2 separate regions of the Mus musculus genome follow, and region 2 is linked to region 1. The links are chromatin contacts, called in public promoter capture Hi-C maps. All regions are on one chromosome and are shown on one strand. Each heading gives the region's core, a stretch centred on a gene start, on an enhancer-like site or on the middle of the called end of the contact. The rest is flanking DNA. Distances are from core to core; before and after follow the strand shown.

The links. Promoter capture Hi-C pulls out the DNA fragments that hold promoters and counts their contacts.
Region 2: a contact with region 1 is called in a promoter capture Hi-C map of stem cell-derived epiblast-like cells, with 5 times the contacts expected there. The contact joins the promoter of Atp8a2 here to the promoter of 3110083C13Rik in region 1. A contact is called at or near these places in 2 of 39 promoter capture datasets (liver and stem cell-derived epiblast-like cells).

The regions. Positions count from the first base shown.
Region 1 is chr14:57,996,866-58,003,881 of GRCm38.p6, reverse strand. It overlaps 3110083C13Rik (RIKEN cDNA 3110083C13 gene), which reads right to left and starts at 4,570. Exons shown (of 2, transcript NR_166770.1): 1 at 4,420-4,570; 2 at 177-902. It overlaps Micu2 (mitochondrial calcium uptake 2), which reads left to right and starts at 4,620. Exons shown (of 12, transcript NM_028643.3): 1 at 4,620-4,852. The coding sequence starts at 4,643.
Region 2 is chr14:60,083,677-60,090,692 of GRCm38.p6, reverse strand. It overlaps Atp8a2 (ATPase, aminophospholipid transporter-like, class I, type 8A, member 2), which reads left to right and starts at 3,779. Exons shown (of 36, transcript NM_015803.3): 1 at 3,779-4,111. The coding sequence starts at 4,011. It overlaps 4930563I02Rik (RIKEN cDNA 4930563I02 gene), which reads right to left and starts at 3,187. Exons shown (of 3, transcript NR_166718.1): 1 at 2,419-3,187.

The DNA.
Region 1 (7,016 bases), core at 3,321-5,820:
CCAACTATTCTAAGCAATGGTTCTTTATAACGTCCATTCAAGGACTGGTTTCTCCATTAACATTGGACTGAGCCCGACCTCTTTACTTATCTTTTAAGAATCCCCCGTATTTTTCTCCTCCACCAAAGATAATCAATCTTAATGCACATTCTTCTGTAATGCAACAGTAAACAGTCTTGCAGAATCCGATCATAATCTTTATTCATCCCGAGCATGCTAAGATCAAAGCAACACTTGACTTCATAGTTTCTTGTAAGATGTTACACAAGTACAATGCCCTCCTCAGTTAGAACTGGTTGGTTTCTCTGTTCAGGACCAGCAATTCATAGGAAGTTACATTACCAGCTGTCAGGAGTTAGGAAGATAATTTACAGAAAGTCACTGGTGAGAAAAGTCAATGTGGCCTGGGCAGGCAGCAGACAGGCATGGGGTGAAAAGTGTGCGCTGCAGAGGTCAGCCTCAGGGCTGTGAGAGGACACAAGGCCACAGTCCGAGGTGCTCACGGTCAAGAGGGCTGACAACTCTTTCCAAGAGGGCCATGTGCAGCAGGAAAACACTTCGGACTTCAGAGGCCACATGTACAGCCATGGTCATTTAAGCTGGTAATGGCATTGAGCATGGTGGCACAAGTCTGTACTGCCAGTATTCAGGAGACTCAGACAGTGGAACTGCCTTTAGGAATGTGTCATATTTTTAACTTGGGGGTGTATTTTTGCTTATGGGTGTTTTGCTTGTATGTATGTCTGGGTACCACATGTATGCTGTGCCTGCAGAGGTCAGAAGGACTGCCATGATAGAATTGTGTGAGCCATCATGCAGGTGCTGCAAATTGAACCCAGGTCCTTTGCAAAAGTGTCCAGTGCTCTTCATCACTTAGCTCTCTCTCCAGTCCTCAGTCAGATCTGTGGAATTTTTAAGTAGCACATGAATGTACACACTGTGGAAACTGTTGCATCCTGTCCATCCCACCCCACCCACTTAGGTCAACTCCAACCCAGCCCTTCTACTGCAAGCCTCATAAACATACACTCTATGTAGTCACCTTACATTTTACCCCTCACCCTTCCTCTGCATGCAGCCCAATGGTAAAGGGCCATCTGGCACTATTGTAGAATCTGCCTAGCCTTGCCAGTGGCAGGAGCAAAGCGTACCCGTGATAGTCTTTTCTGCCATATCACTTTTGTCCCTTCCCCAGAGAAAGAGCCCCGAGTGAGTGAGTTGAGAACAATATTTTCAAACCATCCATGGTACCATTCTGTTTCTCTCCAATTATCATTTTAAAACAGACTGGGTGTTACAGCTGAAGCAGCAGCAGTTCCTTATTTGGGGACTGGTTTATAAACTGCAGGGTTGAAAATACACCCCAGCTCAGGGCTTTTTCTATAGCTGGGGATGAAGAAATGAACAAAGCCAGGGCCCCAAAAGACCAATATAGTCAGCAGCTGCCAGGGACAGTTCATACTTAGAATGGTTAGCTGGCTAGAGATCGGGTCTATTAAAAGACTTGGTTTCCTCTGCAAAAGTAAAGTTTGAATCCATTAATTCTTAACTAGAAGCTTTAGGGAGCTGGACCTGGAACATGAAAACAAATTAATTACAAAGCAGTTTTCCAAGTAAGGTCAAAGATTTCCACCTTAAAGTAAAATCTGCAAATCTAACCAGGCTTTTGTTTTGAAAAAATAATTAGAGCAAAAGAGCAATAGACTGTCTGCATGTCTCCCCAGACTGAGAAATGATTTCCCCAACATCTCACCAGTGGTTTTCATACCCACTCATTTATCCACATATGTTAACTGAATGTCTAGTGTGTGCTGGACACTGTTAGGTGCCAGAAAAACAAAAGACATTCTCGACTATGAGGATGTCAAACTGTGGGGGGAAGGATGTTTTAAATATGTTGAGTGATGTAACAGGAGTATGCACCTATCTCGGACTTGGGGCCATGACAGAGTAGTAGATATGGACTCCAATAAGTAGGTGGTGGAACTATGCAAATTAGACAGCTTGAAGCAGATAAAGAAGACGCTTCTGGAAAGTGAGACTAAGCTATAAGATAAGATATCCACTGTGTCTCAACACGTAAGAGTCAGAAACCAACCACACATCAGCAATCCAGAACAACAGTATGCATGTCAAGATCCAGTAAATCTAGCAGCCGTGCGAATAAGCCTGCAGAAACACATCAGGTGAGATACAAAAAGGCAGGAAGTCTGGGCGGATTAACATGGGTTAGTGATCTGGGATCATGGGCATGTAGTCAAGCTCATTTGTGATGATGGAGCAGGAGAAAGCCAAATCTTAAGGAAGATGAATTCCCATCTGTCGAGAGTGCACCATGTGCCAGGCATTTGGCTAATCACTTCCTCTAAGTTATCCCATTTCATTTCCCATCTGAAATTGAGAGGGCTGTTTACAGATGGGAAACTGAGCCTCGGTGCCCTAAATCACAGTGATGTCAGTGGCAGGGCCGGAACACAAACAGTAAGGCCTGGCTGAGAGGTCTATGCACAGTAAGTCTGCTTACTTCCCTGCTAGGAAGGCACGGTGGAAAGGTTTTGGCACCTGGGACAAAGTGAGAAAGTTCTGACTTCACGTTAGAACATACTGGCTGGGGTGGAGCAAGCACAGACTAAGAAAGGATAATAACAATCCAGGTGGCTTCCTCTAACTTCTCAAATTAGACTTGGTATGGCAGCTTTCACTATTTCTTTATTTTTATTTCGTTAACCCATCGAAATGGCCATTGTTGTACATCAGGAGTTCTGGCACCTCTGACATGGGCATCAAACTGATACACACCCAAGTAAAGGTTCTAAGTCTGAGGCCAGGTCAGAGGTTGAACAAGGGGAAGGTTAAGTTTACTCAGTAGCGGTAAGGAAGAATTGAGGACCCCAGGCTACAGAAGCCAAGCTTTCTGCCAGGATGAAATCCTTTCTACCACCAAAAGAACATCCAGCCCTGAGGTCGTGTTCCACATCTGCCATAGAGAAGATGAGCGGGGGAGGGAAGAGGGGGCTGGTGACAGGGGCATGGAGCAGGTGTGCACCTACTGTTAGTCCCATGTGGGATCACAGCTACGAGTCAATATTTTGTAAGAACAAAATGTAAAGGAAACATACAATAAATAGCAACTGTTTACAATACAGTGGCTTTGTCTGGGAGATCTGAAGAAAATCATTGTCAGAAGTCTGGATCAGATATTGTTTAACAGAAATGAAAGACCAGGCGCTCGGGAGGAGCAGACAAACAGAGATAGGCCCTTGAAAAGTGTTGGCCAGCTTTGAAAGATTACAAAAAAAAAAAAAAAATCCAAAGAAAAATAATGGCTGTTGCTAAATGCCATGCATAGGGCCTGACAGCACTGACCTGTACATGCAAATGTTGTCAAAATGCTAACGTCCTGTACATTTTACTTCATTCAAACACCAAATTTTAGGGGCTGAGTAGACAGCTCATCAGTTAAGAGTGTTCTCTGCTCTACCAGAGCACCAGAGGTCCATTCTCAGCACCCATATCAGGCTGATCACAACTGCCTCTATCTCCAGCTACAACACCCTCTTCTGGACTCTGGGGGCACCCACCCATATGTGGCATAAATACACAGAGGCATACACATAAAAAATGAGTCTTGATAAATAAATATAAAGGGCATTTAGCTATAAAAAACGGAGATCTGTAAGGGTGAGCATGTACACATATTCTTTCCTTTTTTCCTTTTGACACAGGATTTCACTATGTAGTTATGGGTGGCCTGGAACTCACTGCGCAGACCAGAGGTCAGAAAACAACTTATAGGACTCTCTTCTCTGACTTCTAACTCAGGTAGGCAGGCTTGGCATGAAGTGCCTTTATCCACTGAACCAACTGTCTCAAGTGACTCACTATAATCAGACATGTGACATTTGGGGCAAATATAATATCGTCAATATTTTCAGCCCCTTACCCTAGCCTCTTTGAGGATGAAATTCTACTGTTGCATCAACACCCACAGTGGTTATACCCAGCACCCTCTGCCGCTTACTGTTAGAAGTGTTTCCCTCTCCAGCTCTAAATGTGCCCACTTACGACTGACATAGGCTTTCCCGAGAGAGCTAAAGATGCTATGTTTAAGTCTATCGACTGAAAAACCATGCTAAATCTAATTTGATTCCGCATTTATCATCAACACCCTTCTTAGTCCCTATTCTTAATCTAGTTTGTCCAATATATTCCACCCAGAATCTATTACCCTTCCTTTAGTCTAATTTCATGGGGGGGGGGGGGTAGAGACCAGAAGGGGGCGCTGGATGCCCTGGAGCTGGACTTATCTGTGGCCTTAAGTCTCCGGAATCCAGCTGTGGTGCTCTGGAAGGGCAGCAAGCACCCTTCACCCCTGAGCCATCCCTGCAGCCCCTTCTTGGCCCACAGTGGTGACCTGACCTGTTAGGACAGTTAACCAGCTAACTCATGTCCTTTGCCTTGGAAACTGTCACCGGAGCCGAGGGTCACCTCAAAACCACGCTTGAACGTCGAGGAAGCAGCCACACCTAGCAACACACGCGCAGAGCACGGTGGAGGGTGATGAGCTCTCGCGAGAGCCCAACTCTGTTCTCGGGCAACAGACGGTGAGGGCGGGGCGCGACGCTCGGGCGCTTCCGCAAAGATGGCGGCGGCTGCGGGAAGAAGCGCTTGGCTGGCGGCCTGGGGCGGAAGGCTGCGGCGCGGGCTCGCGGCCGGCCGACGAGCTGTGCCGACTCGCGGCCCTCTCGCAGCGGCTGTGGCCGGGGTAGCCCTGGCAGGCGCAGGAGCGGCATGGCATCACGGCCGCGTGAAAGCAGCCGCGCGCGAGGGCTCCCGAACGGTGTCGGCGCAGGTACGGCTCAGCCCGGCCCCGCCCTCAGGCACCCCTGGGAGGGGGGCGGAGGCACAGGAGACCCTAGGCGCCTGGCACGAGCCTGGAGGGCCTGGGGGGTTCCGGGAGGAGGCGGCGGGAGGCCCCGCCCGGGATGCGTGTGGGCGTGGCTGGGGCACGCCTCTGCCCACCTGGTGGATGGAGAAGGGTCCTTGACGTTTGCGGGGGCTGGGCACCCCTTAGTTAGCCTGCATCGTTAAAGAGTTCCCTGGTCGCTTCTTTGTTGAAAAGGGTGGCGTCGACCTACTGTGTGAGCCACACACCCCCCCAGTCTAGAGAATATCAACTCTAAAAGTTAAACAGCTGATAGTTGCAGATTTTATCAATTCCAATGACAGCTGTTACATAAGTCGAAACCGTAATGTTTTAGTGGACCCCGCCTACGCGGCAAAACAAGTTTTCCTAAACCTGAGCTGTCAGGATGCAAATGTTAAGTACCCTACTTCAAGATGAACCCGGTCTTGTAAAACCTTGGAAAGTTTGAATGTACTCTCTAAGATTTTTATAGAGAGAGGCATTTCAGTGTTTTGGGTTTTAGGGTTTTTAAAATTAAAAGCAGTTTTTTATTTTCCTTATTTGCTAGGTTTCTGTTACCTAGTTCTAGTGGGAAAACTCAAGCATTAAAATACAACAAAAAGAAAAGCATACCTTACAGATTAAAGGTTGGTAACTGTTTGATTATTGAACAGTTTATACAAACATTGACTCCAACCTCACACCACATCAGAGGTGGAAAAAGCTACACAAGCATTATAGACTACTTTTTAATGTTTTCTGTGATTTGTTTTCATTTTATATGTATGAGTGTTTTGCCTGCGTGTATGTGTGTACACTGAATGCAGACCTGATGCCCAAATGCCATAAGCTTGCATTGGGCCCCTAGAACTAGAGTTACAGGTGATCCTAAGGGACCACAAGAGTGCTGGGAACTGAACCTGGGCCCTCTATAAGAGCAGCAAGAGCCCTTAACCACTGAGCCATCTCTCCAGCCCCAACATTTTTGTTCATTCTATGTCAACCAAATTTATTGTTCATTATTGGTTTTTCTGTTTGCATATTCAATTCCATCCTATCCAGAACCTTAGGTTAGTCCCCCTGTGGTATTTACTTTAACATCCAAAACTACTAGTGCCTAGGATAATAAACTCATGTTTTGTTTTGTTTTGTTTTGTTTTTTGCTGGTGTTGAGTTTCCAATATAGTAGGCAAGTGTTCTACTACTGAACTACATCCCAGCCCCCCACATTTAAATTTTTGTAATATAGAGCCACCTTAGTCACAATCCATGACTTGTTATTAACTCAAAAAACTTCAGCCAGTGACTCACTCACTATCTAGGAACCAAATTTAATTCCCACCCACATTCCCTCCACAGTTTATAAGCTGATTTCACCTCCTTTGAGTTCTAAGATTTTTCTCTGGTTTCCTTTGTGTTCTGGCTCCCTTCTAGCCTGTTTCCCTTTAAATTAGTAACTTCAGCTTATCATTCACACCAATGTGGTATTTTGAGCGTTTCCTCACTTAGCCTGCTCATTTTCTTTTTAACCTTCCACCTAACTAAAGAAACCCAAACTCATTATCAATTGTTTTCTAAGTTCTGTTGACACAAGTCGGCTTGGTCTGCTCTTTGGACTAATTGAAACCCCGGCTTTTCTACTTTCACTCCTACAGTGAGCATCCCTTCCTCTACAGTGGCTGAGAACTACTGCAGTCAGCATTACTGTGTTTTGAAATCTCCCCCTCTAGGGCAGTAATTTGAATGTATTTTCCTAAAAGGGGCACCTATTAATCCTTGGACACCGTTTGGTCACATGAGTGCATACAGCTTTCTTTTATGTTTATTTACTGCATATATGTGGATCTAGTATAATAATGAGACTAGCTTTCATTTTCATTCATCACACAAAATGACTTTTCCAATAAAAATGGAGAGCTTGTGTTAATGGTGCCCTGCTCTTTTCTTTTTCCCCCTGTGGTGGTTTGTGTGGGTCAGCAGTAGACATCCAGATTATAAAGCAGCTGGCAGGTTGTAACCCATCTTTCCATCATAACTATTGAAGTCCTGTGTACCAAGGCATGCACAAGGAGTGTTAGAAAGGCAGCTTACTTAAGTCTAACAGCAGAGG
Region 2 (7,016 bases), core at 2,530-5,029, 2.1 Mb before region 1:
AGCAATACAAATCTGTGTTATTTTGAAAATATATCTTCCAGTTCAGGGGTAGGTCAAGCTGAGGTCATAGAGGTAGAAGGAATTTATTTGAATCTTGGCATTGGGGATGATTAACCATTTCTTCATAGAAATAAAGTCCCCTAGTGTGGCTCTGTTAAAAGTATAGGAAGATGAACATTTTTGCATTCTAAAACTTGGGAGATATGATGTCAATCTTGTTCTGTTGCCACTTATCTGTGTTAATAATCTTTCCGCACTAATAGTAGTTGTCAGAATTTAATTGCCTAGGCAAACTATTATTATTCTTAATTATGTGTATGTGTGTGTGTATATATGTCATATGCTTGCAAGTGTCCATATAGGCCAGTGGTGTCCAGTTCCCTAAAACTGGATTTACAGGCAGTTCTGAGCCACCTAACATGGGTTCTAGAAACCGAACTCAAGTCCTGTCTAATAGTAGTATATGCCCTTAACCACAGGCAGTCACTCCATTATTTCTCTTGTGGTGCTTTCTGGCCTAGTCTGATTTAAACTGCAGGTATCCAGTCCTCTCACCCTTTATACCCCACACATCCAGTTTCCCTCTCTCAAAACCAAGTCTTCCGGTTCCCCTATGAGACATTTTCCAGGTCTAAGTTTTCTTTCATTCTTCTGTCAACCCATGTGTTTACTAGCTTGTGTCTAGACTGCACAGCTGTCTGTATAGCCAACCTCCTGCTGCTTTCCCCATTACTGCTGGGTGTTCCTCTTTCTTGCTTAGACATCTTCTGTGGCTTCAAATGAAACCCAGCTCAAAGCTGGCCCTTCTCAACCCAGCGTGTCATCTGCAGTCTGCAGTCTGCCCACAGCCACTTTCCCACTCAAAGTTCAAGTTACTGTGTTACCTCTAACCTCCCTTAACACCTTCAGTCTCTTAGTTTTGGTTATAAATGACCACTCACTGCCAGGCTGCTGTAATGCTCTGGATTGCCACTTGATTCCTTAAACTACTTGATTGAGGACAAGAGACATCTCCTAAACAAGCATCTAACAACTGATTGTTCAGGTGTGGCTGTTTATGAGTATCCCTTACAAAGCAGTGCGGCGCAGAATCGGGGAGGATGTGGTTCACAAAGTAGTAAATAGAGGGAGTTCCCTTGGTGATATGGATTTCATGGACACAGAGCTTAGAGGAGTGGAGAGCCAGTATGTTAGTGCAGTTCTGTCAACAGACTGTTTGATCCTAGCTAATGGTAGATCTTTGGTCCTCCGTGCTGGTCACTATAGCTCTACCTGGGAAACCCGAAGACATCCTTCATGGGTTCCCATCATGTGCCAGGCTGTGGGGCTCTGGGATTCTAGTTCAGGTAACTGTTGTAGACAAAACAGATCTCTGGTGTCCTGGAACTTGGGCTGTTGGATATGGGGAAACATCACAAATAGTGTCAGGTGATGGCAGTGAATGCTGAGGTGGAAAACGAAACTCGTCAAGTGGCAGAGAGGAAAAAAAAAAAACCCTATTCTTTTATACAGGCTATTCACAAACGTATCTCCATTTGTCCAAAAGTAGGAGGTGCATTAAAATGTAGACTGGGTTGGAAATATGGTTTAGTGGAGGGGTACTGAAAGGCCCGGGGCTCTATTCCTAGCCTACTGAAAGAAAATAAATGAGACAAAGCCCAGTCTTCCTAGATTAAAACCCAGGAAGCAGAGCTGATGGGGTAGCCAATATGGAAGTAGACATGGCTTCCTGCTGCCCTTTCTCTTTAATGGGAGGACTTGGCATTGTCTCCTGGCTAGGGTAGACACTAGAAAGTAGGGGGTGAAGGTGGAAGAGGTGAGGGGTTGCTCCTATAGTAAGAGATAGCCTGGGTGTGGTGCACTCATTGAAGAAGGAGCAGACATATCCAGGGTTCCATCCCATGATCAGCTTCCAAACACTGACACCATTGCATATACTAGCAAGATTTTACTGAAAGGACCCAGATATAGCTGTCTCTTGTGAGACTATGCCGGGGCCTAGCAAACACAGAAGTGGATGCTCACAGTCAGCTATTGGATGGATCACAGGGCCCCCAATGGAGGAGCTAGAGAAAGTACCCAAGGAGCTAAAGGGATCTGCAACCCTATAGGTAGAACAACATTATGAACTAACCAGTACCCCCCCCCCCAGAGCTCGTGTCTCTAGCTGCATATGTATCAAAAGATGGCCTAGTCAGCCATCACTGGAAAGAGAGGCCCATTGGACTTGCAAACTTTATATGCCCCAGTACAGGGGAACACCAGGGCCAAAAAGTGGGAGTGGGTGGGTAGGGGAGTGGGTGGGAAGGTATGGGGGACTTTTGGGATAGCATTGGAAATGCAAATGAGGAAAATACCTAATAAAAGGTATTAAAAAAAAAGAAGGAGGAGAGAAAAGGACTGTATCTGGCTTGTTACCATGGCCCCGGTGTGTGGTCTGGATGCTGGCCGACTCCAGGCTTACTACTTCTTCACTGGTCTGCATAGTATGTCCACTTGAGATACTCAGTTCGCCTCTCAGATTCTGCTTTCTCCTGCTGGGGATTACAATCCTTGTAGTCAAGTTAAGATGATTGAAACACAAGTGTAGTTTTCCAGATTTTCTTCATGTCAGCAAACAGATATATCTGTAGCTAGCAAATGGGAGTTGACTCCCGTAAGATTCAAGTTTTGCAAATGGTGTGTAGTATACACCTTTTTGATAGAGAAGATGAAGCGTTAGTTGGATGAATAGTTAAGGAAAACAAGGTTCCACTTGCAGAGCTTTGATTCTCCCTAAAGGTTACTTCTCAAGGTGGGCTGCCTTTTCCCAGAGGGGATGCTGGGTTGAGCTTCTCTCTCTCTCTCTCTGTGTGTGTGTGTGTGTGTACACACGTGAGCACACAGTGTAGTATATACTTCTGCATACACCTAAGAAAACTGCTGGGGAGTTAAGCCCGCTCAAAGGCTTCTAAATAAAGCTTGCTGTCAGTTTTATAGAACTGGGAGGCAGGGAAGCTTGTGTAGGAGCCACAGGAACTACTTAAGAAGGAACTGGGAGCTCACATGCTGGACCAGAGCTGGAGATGAAGTTGCTCTTTTGAGGTGATCTGGCTTATTTATGGACACCAGCAGAAGAGCTCGTGCAGGATCGCAGTGGGAGACAAGCTCTGTCCACCTGGTGCGGGACTGATTTCACAGTGGAAGTACTTTCAGCAGTGATGACTTCACTTGTGGTATCTCGCTAGGGTTGTTTGTCTCATTGTGACTAAACATTGTCAAAGGATTCTAGAAAAACCAGGTTCCGAGTGCAAGGACAAGGCGTGGCCTCGGCTAAGTGGAGGTCTTCTGGCTTTGCTACTGACTCCCTTAGCCTCCTCTCCAATCTCAGGCAGACTAAAGCAGCCCTCCTGCCATTGCCCCTGGGCCAACCTGGCAAGCGCGGGTACCACAAGCTACCCGTGCAGCCAGCTCCATCCCCATCTCGCTCTGGGCTGCCAGACTCCCAGGAGCACTGGGGTCGGGCAAGATGGGGTTACCTTGGGTCCACCCGGCCTCCTGAAGGTCCAGGGCAGCGTGAGGTCTCTGGTAAATCCAGAGCTAGAGAAGCCTGGGAACCTTCGCCACGAATCCAGGTTGGGATGAGGCTTGGGGAGGGGGGGTGGGGGGGGAGGGGCGGGGCCTCACAGGTCCACGGCGGGGCGGGGCCCAGGAGGTGGAGCCTATTTACAGGTCGGGGTGGGGCGTCTCGAGTCCCAAAGGGGTGGGGCCTCACAGGTTCAGGGCGGGGCTGAGTGGGGCGGGGCCTGCCGCTGCGGCGGCGGCTGTGGCTACGGTCTAGTCTCCAGGGGCAGGCTAGGTGCATAGGCGGCCCCAGTCTCTCCAGAGCATCCTTCGCGGCTGGTCCCCGCTTGCAGCCTGCTCGCAGCCTCGGGCCTGGAGGCTGATTTCTTTGTGTTTTGTTTTCCCCGCGCCTCGATTCTGCAGGACCCGTTCGTTCTTCTGCGGGCTACAAGAAGGCAGAGGATGAGATGTCCCGGGCCACGTCTGTTGGAGACCAGCTAGAGGCACCGGCCCGCATAATTTACCTCAACCAATCTCATCTCAACAAATTCTGCGACAACCGGATCAGGTAGGAGAACAGGCAGCCGGGTGAAGCTCAATGCTCACATTCACGGGATGGCTTTTCCATCACCCGGGCGGCCCTCAGTTCACTTGCTTTCCCCAGCACTTTGCATCTCTGCCTCCTGCACCCACTTTGAGCCCAGAGGTCCACACCCAGCGCCCAGTGGGCCATGTGAACACAGATGCTGCCTTCTCCTATGCAGAGCTGTGCCCAGCCAATCTGTGGGCCTTATGGAAGTTCTTCTAATGCCACCGATAAAAGTGAAGGTGTCCTCTCACCCCTTACTGCCTTCCAAGAATCTCCATAGTCTCCCTGAAACCTCAATGATGGTTCTCTTTGTCACAGCTCTCTTGAGTAGTTTGCAGAACATCTGTGGGGAAGTGCTTTATAAGGGAATGAATGTGAGTCTCACAGGCTACAGGGACTCACATTTATTTCCCAGTGATCCACTGCATTTGCTAAGGGTCTTCTCATTTGCTAGGAAGTCTTGCCCAGAGTCAGCAGAAATATGAATGGAGGGTAGCATTTTTGTGTCTGCTTTCTGTCAGCTGGCCACTGTGTTAGGCGCCTTAGCTGCGCATCTCCAGTGTCTCATGGAGCAAATCATTGCCTCCAGATCAGGAAACTGGAGTGGAGAGATGTGAAATCTTGTACTACGCTCATATATTAATAGCTACTAAATGGGAAAGCTAGAAATCAAACCCACTTATCTGACTAGCAAGCAAATTCTTGCTGCTGTGCAAAGCTTGTTTCTTAGCTCAGTGTTAGCACACTTTGAGCCACCATTAAACTTTTGAGCTTTGACCAACTTCATGTCTGTGAGTGATTTCTGAGGATAGTTTAGTGTGCTGCTTAGAACATCCTACTCAGGTCTGGATTTCCAGGTTGTTTGTTTGTTTGTATGTTTGTTTTTTGCTTCGGCTAAAACTTTGTGGTTAGATATTTAACTATTACAGTACCTTGGTAATGCCACACTGGCAGCAAGGTCTGGTTGGTCATTTCTATAGCTTGATAGGATTTGGGAGAGAATAACAATGTATATGTGCACATATGTATGTATGTATGTATATAGATGGTACCTTTATTAAGGGAGTGTTAGATTTGTGTGACTTTATTTTGTGTTTCAAGAACGACTTTTGAACACATTTTAAATTTAAAAAGTAAATGTTAGAATATCTGAGACTTCATTCCTGAATAAATAGGCTTGTTTTGAGATGTGGGACATTACAAACAGAACATTAGAGCTTAACAAACTAGCGCGACTAATTAAAAAAGAGACAGATAGTGAAATCTGTAAAAGCCTTAGAGAAATTGGAGCCTCATACATTTGGCCAATAGGAATGACACATAGGGCTGCTGCTTTGGAAAGCAGTTTGGCCTGCCTCCAAAAGGATCAAGGTAAAGTTACCATAGGATCGGATAATTCCAATGCTAGGTATACATAGCCAGCACACATGAAAACAGAGGTCCTCACGAACATGTGTACACAGATGTTCATAGCAGCATAACTCATGGTGGCCAAAACATGCATGCACTGAGGGATTCACTCAGATGACTCTAGCTATAAAATATTATGATGTGGATGAACCTTCAAAGTAGTCAATGAAAGAGCAAGTCGTAAAAAGTCATATGAAATGATATATGTGATATGCCCCAAAGAGAGAAGTGTTTCTTGACACATTAGTGGTTTCTGGGCCTGGAGAAGGAAGGTGAAGGTGTGGGAGTTAGAGAATGATAGGATGATGGCTATTACTCTGAATACACGAAAAGCTGTCTGGAGCCCAGCATTGGCCATGTAGTTCTATGTCTCCTCACCTTTCATACTACTATTGAATTCCTTGCAAAAACACTCAGGTCATTTTTTAAAGAAGTTAAATATTATGTAAGGAGATAGGATTGGAGTGTCATTTTTTTAAATAAACTTCAGTGCTTTTCAAAAGGTATTTTTGCTTGGTTCCGCCAATTTCAGTATCTCTGTGAAGGTTTGAAACAGTTCTAATAAAATACAGACTCTCATTTGCATAGGAAACACACAGCAAGAGGAACCTCAGTTAGAAAATGCCTCCATTAGATGGATCTGGAGCCAAGACAGGGGTGGGGGGTCATCTTCCTAGTACATGATTCCTGTAGGTGAGCCCAGCACACTGTGGATAGTGGCATCTCTGGTCAGGTGGTCCTTGGGTGTATAACAAAGCAGGTTGATGAGCCACAGATAGCAAGCCAGTAAACAGCACTTGTCCCTGGCCTCTGCTTCAGTTCCTGCCCCCAGGTTCCTGCCTTGAGTTCCTGCCCTGCCCTGTGATGGCCTCAACAAATAGGCTGAGGTAAATAAACCCTTTGCCCCCACGTTGTTGTGGTTGTGTGCTTATCATAGCAATGGAAGGAAAACTAGGACAGGAGGCAGACATTTAAGAGTAACGGGGCCTCCATACCTGTCTGTATTAGAGCTAGTTTTATCCTGAGAGGAATTCCAACTGGTTACGTGAAAATATAGTTTCATTTATACTTTCTTGGGAGAAGGGTTTGGAATAAGTATGTGTATGTGTATTGGATTGGCTAGAAATAAAGCAGGCTTACTACCGTTGTATTGCTATATGGATTCATTTACATCATACTAAGTATTAAAATGACAATTTCTTTCTTACTTTATGGTTTATCCTGTAAGAACTTTTCAAAAAGCACCAGATATAGACTAAGAACTTTGCAGTGTGGTCCTGGAGCTTCTGTGAGATCACCTTGGAATATATGTTCCAATTCTGCTGAGTATTAATGGGAATCACTAATGGTTGCCAATGACTTGCAGTTCATTAGGAACTGATTACAAAGCTTCTTGACATTAGAGTTTAGGGCTTTTACAAAGCACTGAGCCACGGGACTGGAGCACTTTAGTAGTGCTGAAGTCAAGTTTACA